Linked DNA regions of Mustela erminea: region 2 is linked to region 1. Evidence: chromatin contacts called from public Hi-C data. All regions are on one chromosome and are shown on one strand. Each heading gives the region's core, a stretch centred on a gene start, on an enhancer-like site or on the middle of the called end of the contact. The rest is flanking DNA. Distances are from core to core; before and after follow the strand shown. Region 1 holds the start of DYNC1H1 (cytoplasmic dynein 1 heavy chain 1). Region 2 holds the start of MOK (MAPK/MAK/MRK overlapping kinase).

What was found. A called contact is a pair of places that touch in the nucleus more often than the background predicts.
Region 2: a contact with region 1 is called in a Hi-C map of spleen, with 4 times the contacts expected there. The contact joins the promoter of MOK here to the promoter of DYNC1H1 in region 1. A contact is called at or near these places in 2 of 3 Hi-C or Micro-C datasets (skeletal muscle and spleen).

Annotation. Positions count from the first base shown.
Region 1 is chr5:143,847,908-143,851,400 of mMusErm1.Pri, reverse strand. DYNC1H1 (cytoplasmic dynein 1 heavy chain 1) reads right to left here and starts at 1,545. Exons shown (of 78, transcript XM_032345314.1): 1 at 1,117-1,545. The coding sequence starts at 1,372.
Region 2 is chr5:144,112,508-144,116,000 of mMusErm1.Pri, reverse strand. It overlaps MOK (MAPK/MAK/MRK overlapping kinase), which reads left to right and starts at 1,907. Exons shown (of 11, transcript XM_032345339.1): 1 at 1,907-2,141. The coding sequence starts at 2,135.

The sequences.
Region 1 (3,493 bases), core at 296-2,795:
ATGTTCAAATCTTCTGCCTCCTCTCCCCGTGTAGGTGCCTAACCAGAGTCTCCCTCTTTAAAATATCTGTCAGCTAGGGGTGCCTGGGTGGCTCAGTCGGCTAAGTGTGTGTCCTCTGTTCAGGTCATGATCCCAGGGTCCTGGGACCGAGCTCCGCATTGGGGTCCCTCCTCAGCGGGGAATCTGCTTCTCCTCCTGCCGGCTGCTCCCCCTGCTTGTGCCCGCTCTGACAGAAAAATAAAATCTTAATAGTAATAGTAATGATAAAACAATAAAAACTCCACAAACGAAATTCAAACATCACAGGGTCACTATTAGGATCATCTAGGCACTACAGAAACACAAAGGTATGGTTAGCGAAACCCAGCAGTGTACTGGACACGACACGCTGATTCCAGTCCAGGGAGCGCAATGAGCTGCTGACTTGGGGCGAGTCATCTCCGCGGAGCCTGTCTGCGACAGACGGAGAGAGAGATACACCCAGACGGCAAGGACGCCGTGAGGACCTAGAGGCCGACCTGGGAGCGCACATCCACCTGGAACGGGGATGCTCTGCTCGCGGCCCCGGTCGGCCCTGTCTGTCCCTCCCTGGGCCTCCCATCCGGGTCCGCACAGGGCAGTGCCAGGACGCTCGGGAGCCGGCCAGGCCCCCGTCAGCTCCGACCCCCACACCCAGGCCGCGCACGGCTCCGCGGGTCTGCCCCTGACACATCCCTCGCGAGGACGGCCCGGCCCGGCCACAAATCGAAACCGAAAAGCTCATGTGACATTGGAGGCCGGGATGCGGCCTCCGCCCGCGCTCAGCCCGGGAGACCCTGTCTCCACCCAACTCGGCCATCTTGAGGCCCGAGCAGACAAAGCGAGCCCATTGTGTTGCGTGACGGCAAGACGGGGCCACCCGCTCTCCGTTCCCCGCGACCCGGAAGGGGGCACCCCCGGGACTCCCGCCTGGCAGGGGGTGTGGCGCCGGCCTCGCCCGGCGGCCGCGGGGACCCACCCCGCAGGGCGTCCGCAGCGCGGAGGCCGCTCCCGCCCCGGCGTCCGGCGTCCGGCGTCCCGGCGTCCCGTTCCCCCAGCCCCGGCCCCGGCCGCCCGGCCCCGGCCCCGGCCCCGCACCTTTGAGCGTGGAGCGCTCCACCAGGACCGTGTGGACCTGGGGGTCCGACAGGAACTTGCGCATCTGCTCCAGGGCGCTCTTCTCCTCCAGCGCCGCCTCGAGCGCAGCCGGCGCCTCGCCGCCATCCTCCAGCAGCAGCGGCACCAGCTTGCGCAGGTGCTTCTGCAGGACCGACACGTCGGCCACGTTCTGGACGGCCGACACCTCCAGGCCGGCCGAGCCGTCCTCGCCGCCACCGCCGCCCGGCTCCGACATGGCGCCGCGCTCGGGACCCGCAGGGAGCGCTGGGCAGGCGGCCGCGGCTCCGCACGAGAGCGAGCGCCGAGCGGACGAACGAAGAGAAACGGGCGCCCGAAGTCGACCGTCCGCTAACCGCGGCCGACTGAAGGGAGCGGGCGCCGGCTCCGCCCTAAAGGCCGCCGCCCGCCGGCCCGCCCCGCCCGCGGCCCGCCGCCTCAGCCACTAGCGCCCGCTCGCCGCCGCGGCGTCACGACGTTGCGCATGCGCGCGTGCGGGCCCCCGGCGACGCCGCCGCGCAGCCTTCTGGGATCTGTAGTCCCGGCGCTGGGCGGGTCCCGCGTTTCCCCCGCAGCGCAAACCCTAAAGGTGGGATCTTGACTTGGCGCGTGGGCGGCGTAGGGTGGTCGGGGACTACAGCTGCGACACAGAGCCCGAGACGCTCCGTGAATATTGAATGAATGAACGGCGTTCGTGACGAGAGCTAACGTGTTTTTGGAGCAGTTAGCGTGTGACCGACATTGCTCTCAGCATTTAGCCTGTATTATTGCGTTGGACGAATGACTGCAATGTGTTGAGTGCTAAAACATAGTGGTGACTTATGTGTTATTAGATATACGCGTGAAGAGTGAGGACGTTTTTCAGAGGGACAGGACATGAGGGGGCTGGACGCGTTGCTAGTTTGGAAAGAGGGTGGTGGGGAAGGGGACAGTCCCAGCGGAGGAACTAGACTTTACAAAGACAGGGGGGCCTGAAGGTTGGGGCTGGATCTCTGCAGAGGCGGTGTCAGGTACAGCCAGGAGATGACACCCACCTGAACGGTGGGGTAAAGCCAAGATGTAGATGCTGGCTGCTAATGATGAGATAATTCCCCCTGGGATGCCGTGATGACCTAGGGGGAGACCTCGGTGTGAGCATCTTTCTAGAACAGTGATGCTCTCCTAGCAGCGAGGGCTGGCCCTGTCATTCCATGGGCCTCCGCCTCTGGGGCGGAGATGCCTGCCAGCTAAAGCTCCCCACACCCCCCATCCACCTAGATCTCCTCCCTTAGCCTGAGAAGACATAAGGGTGAGAGTCCAGGCTGCCCACATTCTTGGTTTAGTGATGACAGTTTCTTTTAAGGAGCATTAATTGGCCTTTGAAAATTCAAACTCATAACTTGCTTCTTAAATTGGGTGGAGGAATGGAAGCCAAAGACATTATTTTTGTAACAGAGTGCACAGTCACAGAGCTGAGTCCCGATTGGTAGGATGGTGATGGGATGATTCGATTCCCCCAAATCATCTTTGGAAAACTTGGAAACATACAGTATGCTTCTCCTTGCTCAATTACCCAATGCCAAGCCCTGGGGGCGGGGGGTGTGCTGGAACACAGAAACTAATCAGATGATTCTTGTCTTTAAGGAGCTCATGGAGGAGGGGGCAGGTTAATACCCCGTCCTCCGGCCCTCCGTCAGTCCACCTTTGTGTGATATGCCCAAACAGATCTAAATGAGCTTCCCTGAGAAAAAACGTAAAGCAACTGCAATGAGTTTGTGCAGTGATCATAATGGCCTTGAACAATAACGGCCCCACCAGGAGCTGACACCGGATGCTCACTCAGTGCTAAGCACTCTGCTGGGAATCTCCCAGCTTTGTGTCCTTTGGCTTAGGGACAGGGACGAAGAGGGAAATCTTTTAGGTGCAGGCTAGTGAGCTCTGCATTGACCACACACCATTTGAGACCCAGAAGCCCACAGCGACCTGGCAGACCGAGAGAGACAGCCCACGGTCTGCACCGTGAGTCAGCACCATTCAGGAGACCCCAGGAAAGGCGGCTACCTGGGCATCTGAGACTCCGCAACCTGGACCTGAGCCACAGCCGCTGAGTGGCAGGCTTTGGTTTTGCAGCTCTGTATGACAGGCTCAAAATTAAAAGTGTTATTTCTAAGAGAATGGAAATCGGAAAACTCTGAATAGTCTACAAGGATCCATACGTTGGCCCACGGTGCCTGCATTTCCATCTTATAAAGATGTTTGCTGTGTTCAACACCCAAGAATGGCCAACTGTAATGATTGACTGTTCACTGTACCCAGGTGATAAGCACTCTAACCCCCCCTGGCTGGCTGGACTTCCCCAGGGCTGCAAGTCGAGATCTCT
Region 2 (3,493 bases), core at 658-3,157, 260 kb before region 1:
ATCCCTCCTCCTTCTTCCTACCCCCTAGCCCCTGGCAGCCACTAATCCACTCGCTGACTCTACAGATTTGCCCATTCTCGACTTTTCCAATAAATGGAATCCTTTTAAACACATGTGACTTTTAGTGTCTGGCTTCTTTCCCTTAGCATCATGTTTCTGAGACTGCTTAATGGTTACAGGGCTTCCTTCTGGGGTGACGGAGCTATTTTGGAACTAGACAGAGGTCATGCTTACACAACACTGTGAATGTACTAAATGTCACTCTTTAAAACGGTTAATTCGGGCGCCTGGGTGGCTCAGTGGGTTAAGCTGCTGCCTTCGGCTTGGGTCATGATCTCAGGGTCCTGGGGTCGAGTCCCGCATAGGGCTCTCTGCTCAGCAGGGAGTCTGCTTCCTCCTCTCTCTCTCTCTGCCTGCCTCTCTGCCTACTTGTGATCTCTGTCTGTCAAATAAATAAATAAAATCTTTAAAAAAAAATAAAAATAAAACGGTTAATTCTATGTTAGATGACTTTGACTCCATTTTCAAAAAGAAGCCAAAGTGTCAAAGTAGATACTTCTGATTTGGAAACTCCACTTTAGGAATTTCTCTTCTAGATACACTTGGACATACGGGAAATAATGTATGTACAGGGTTGATCACCGCAGCAATGTTCGAAAGACCAAACTATTAGAAACAACCTGGATATCCATCAGTAGGGGAGCAATTAAATAGGGAATGGTGCAACCATGACACAGAATAGCTACCAAATTTATAAAAGAACATAATACATCATACTGTATTTTACATATCATTATATATTAAACATGATAGTCAAAACATTAAATATCTATTTTATACAATAATTTAAATAAGTAATATATTTATAAAATTATAATTTATAGTTATTAAAATAATTAAATGTACGTTAAATATATTAAAAACATTATTTGAGGAAGGAAAAATAACTTTCTAAACCAAAATGATTTCGGACAGGAAGACGTCAGAGGAGGATGGGATGGGCAAAGTGTTGGGCCAGAAGATTTCGGGTGGATGGAGATTGTATATGGGGTGAGAAATGGGGACTTATCCTGTAAACGACAGGCGACTGTGGAGACTTGGTCACCCTGGGGCTGGAAGGAAGAGGCTGGGTCCAGCAAGAGGTGAGGTGGGTAGAAAAAGGTGGAGGGGTGTGCAGGGTGTGCACAAGGTGTCTCGTGGGGACAGGGAGGAAGGCAGGGTTGAGGGTAGAGCGCATCTGAGCAGGTGTTTTGTCCCTGGCCAAGATGCGATCCGGTCAGTAGGGGACAAGTAAGAAAGGCTGAGCCACCACTGGAAGCATTCAGGTCTCACTTGCAGTGGCTTACAGAGGAGAAAGCTTCCGGCTTCCAGAGAAGAATATGTCCTCAAGGAGGGACAAGAGAGAGGGACTGAGACGCATGAAGGAATTAAAAATTGCACGTTGTCATGTTTTGATCTTTCCCCGGATCTTAGCAGATATCCTGTGTCCAGGCAAGTGTCAGGGGCAAGGAAATTCCTGTGTAGATGCTCTGTGTGTGGGCACAGAGTTTCTGGAGAAAGAGTCCACGTAAGCCCACAGTTAGACTGCGGGTGTCTTACACTCCATCGGTCCCAACAGAAACAGCCACGCGGGGGCTCAAAGGCAGGCAGACGAGCGGGTATGGCCTGACAGTTACCTAGTGCGTCCCCAGCCTAGTTAAAGCTCCACGGTCGCTCTGGCATTAGGTCTCAAATGGCTGAATTCGCACGGCGGACGGGGATAGCGATGCCGGAGGGCGCCCTGCACTCCTCGAAGGCCGGGAGCCGTCCGGAAAAGCGACTGGGGCGGTTGCTCAGGCACCAGACCGAGGAGGCGGGTCGCAGTGCGCACGCGTACGCCTAGGGCCGAGGGACGCGGCCGTGGCGTCTCGCGCACGCGCGGGCGGCAGCCTCGAGGCGTCCGGGGCCCGACGGTTGCTAGGGCGACAGGGACACAACATGGCGGCCGTATCCTAACGCTTTCTGTCGCGGGCCGGCGCGGAGGTCCTAGCTCCGGACCCTGCTTCAGAGGAGTGGCAGCAGGCGGCCGTCCTTTCCGGCCCTTTCTTCTGCGTCCGGTGTCGGCAACGGCTTGTCGTCGGCTTCCGTATCCAGGATGAAGAGTGAGCGGGGTCAGGAGGGGCTGGGGGGCCCCGTCACGCCTGTGCGGCCCCTCGGAGGGCCGGGGTCGGGGGCCGCCGCGGGTGGGGACCCCCAGCGTCCCGGGGCGGTCGAAGAGGGTGCGCACGGGGTTCGGGGTGGATGTGGGGGCGCTGGGGGTTCCAGCGCCCTCCCGAGTCCCTCTCTCGCCCCCACCCCCGCATAGTTCAGTACTAGGTTATGTTACAAGTGAGGGTGTTGTTGTTGTTGTTGTTGTTGTTGTTGTTGTTTTAAAATGCTGGGTTGAAACCCAGATTCTTGCGCATTCGGCAGTGAGGTAGTGAGCGGTTACTGTGCGGCTTCCTGCTTTTTCCTGACATCGGTTCGGGGAACAGCTGGGAGGAAAGCTGGGCTGTTAGTTTTTGGGATCGAGCCGTTCATATGGGAACCAGTAAAACACTGTGTTTTTATGGGAACTATTTTTATAGGGACTTTGAGACAACCTTTTGGTGAAGTGAGTGTTGCTGGGAAGTTGGGAAAGGAGAGGGTCGTCCTAGAAAATATGTGACGGGTACAAAATTTACCTCTACTTGGATCTGTGGACTATTGGGCAGTTCAAAGGCATCCAACTAGAATGGGCTAGTATTTTTTTTTTCCTCCCCTGTGGAAAGATTAAATTTTATTAGATACAGTTACCATGTAAAATTTGCCTTGAATGCGCAGTATCAGTTAGTGATTGGTTGTGGCACAAATTGTGGAACAAAGATATTTAAAATAATTAATTCATCTCATTCGCCCTTTACAAGACATTCTTATTTTCTTTTGGTAGATACTGTTTACATGTTTATCTTTTTCACTAATGCACCCAACGCTGTACTTAGAATACAGGCCTACAAAAGGCTTTACACTTTTACTTGTAGTGTGGACTTGTATACACATATTTTTTTTACGCTGTTCCTTTTTTCCTTCCCAGCTCTTTATTTTGAAAATTTTTGAATCTAAAGTTGCAAGAAGGATCCACTGAATATTTATAAACCTTTCACTTAGATGCACGTTTTGGCTTTTGTTTGTGTGCTTGCTCACTTGCGCTCTCTAAATCACGTACAGTATTTACTTCCGCCTAATTTTTGAGAGTTAGTAGTGGACACCAGTGCCTTTCACCGCTTTCAGCGAGTATCTGCTAAGAACAAGGACGTTCTCCTACATAATCACAGTACAAATAATGTGTTGGGATAGCATTGTTGTCCAAAATGCAGCCTATGTTTCAAATTTTCCCAGTTATCCCAGTAATATCATTATAGGTGTTTTTATTTTTCCAGAATCCAATCAGAAATCACAAATTGCATTTGGTTGTCATATCTCTTTGGTCTCCTTT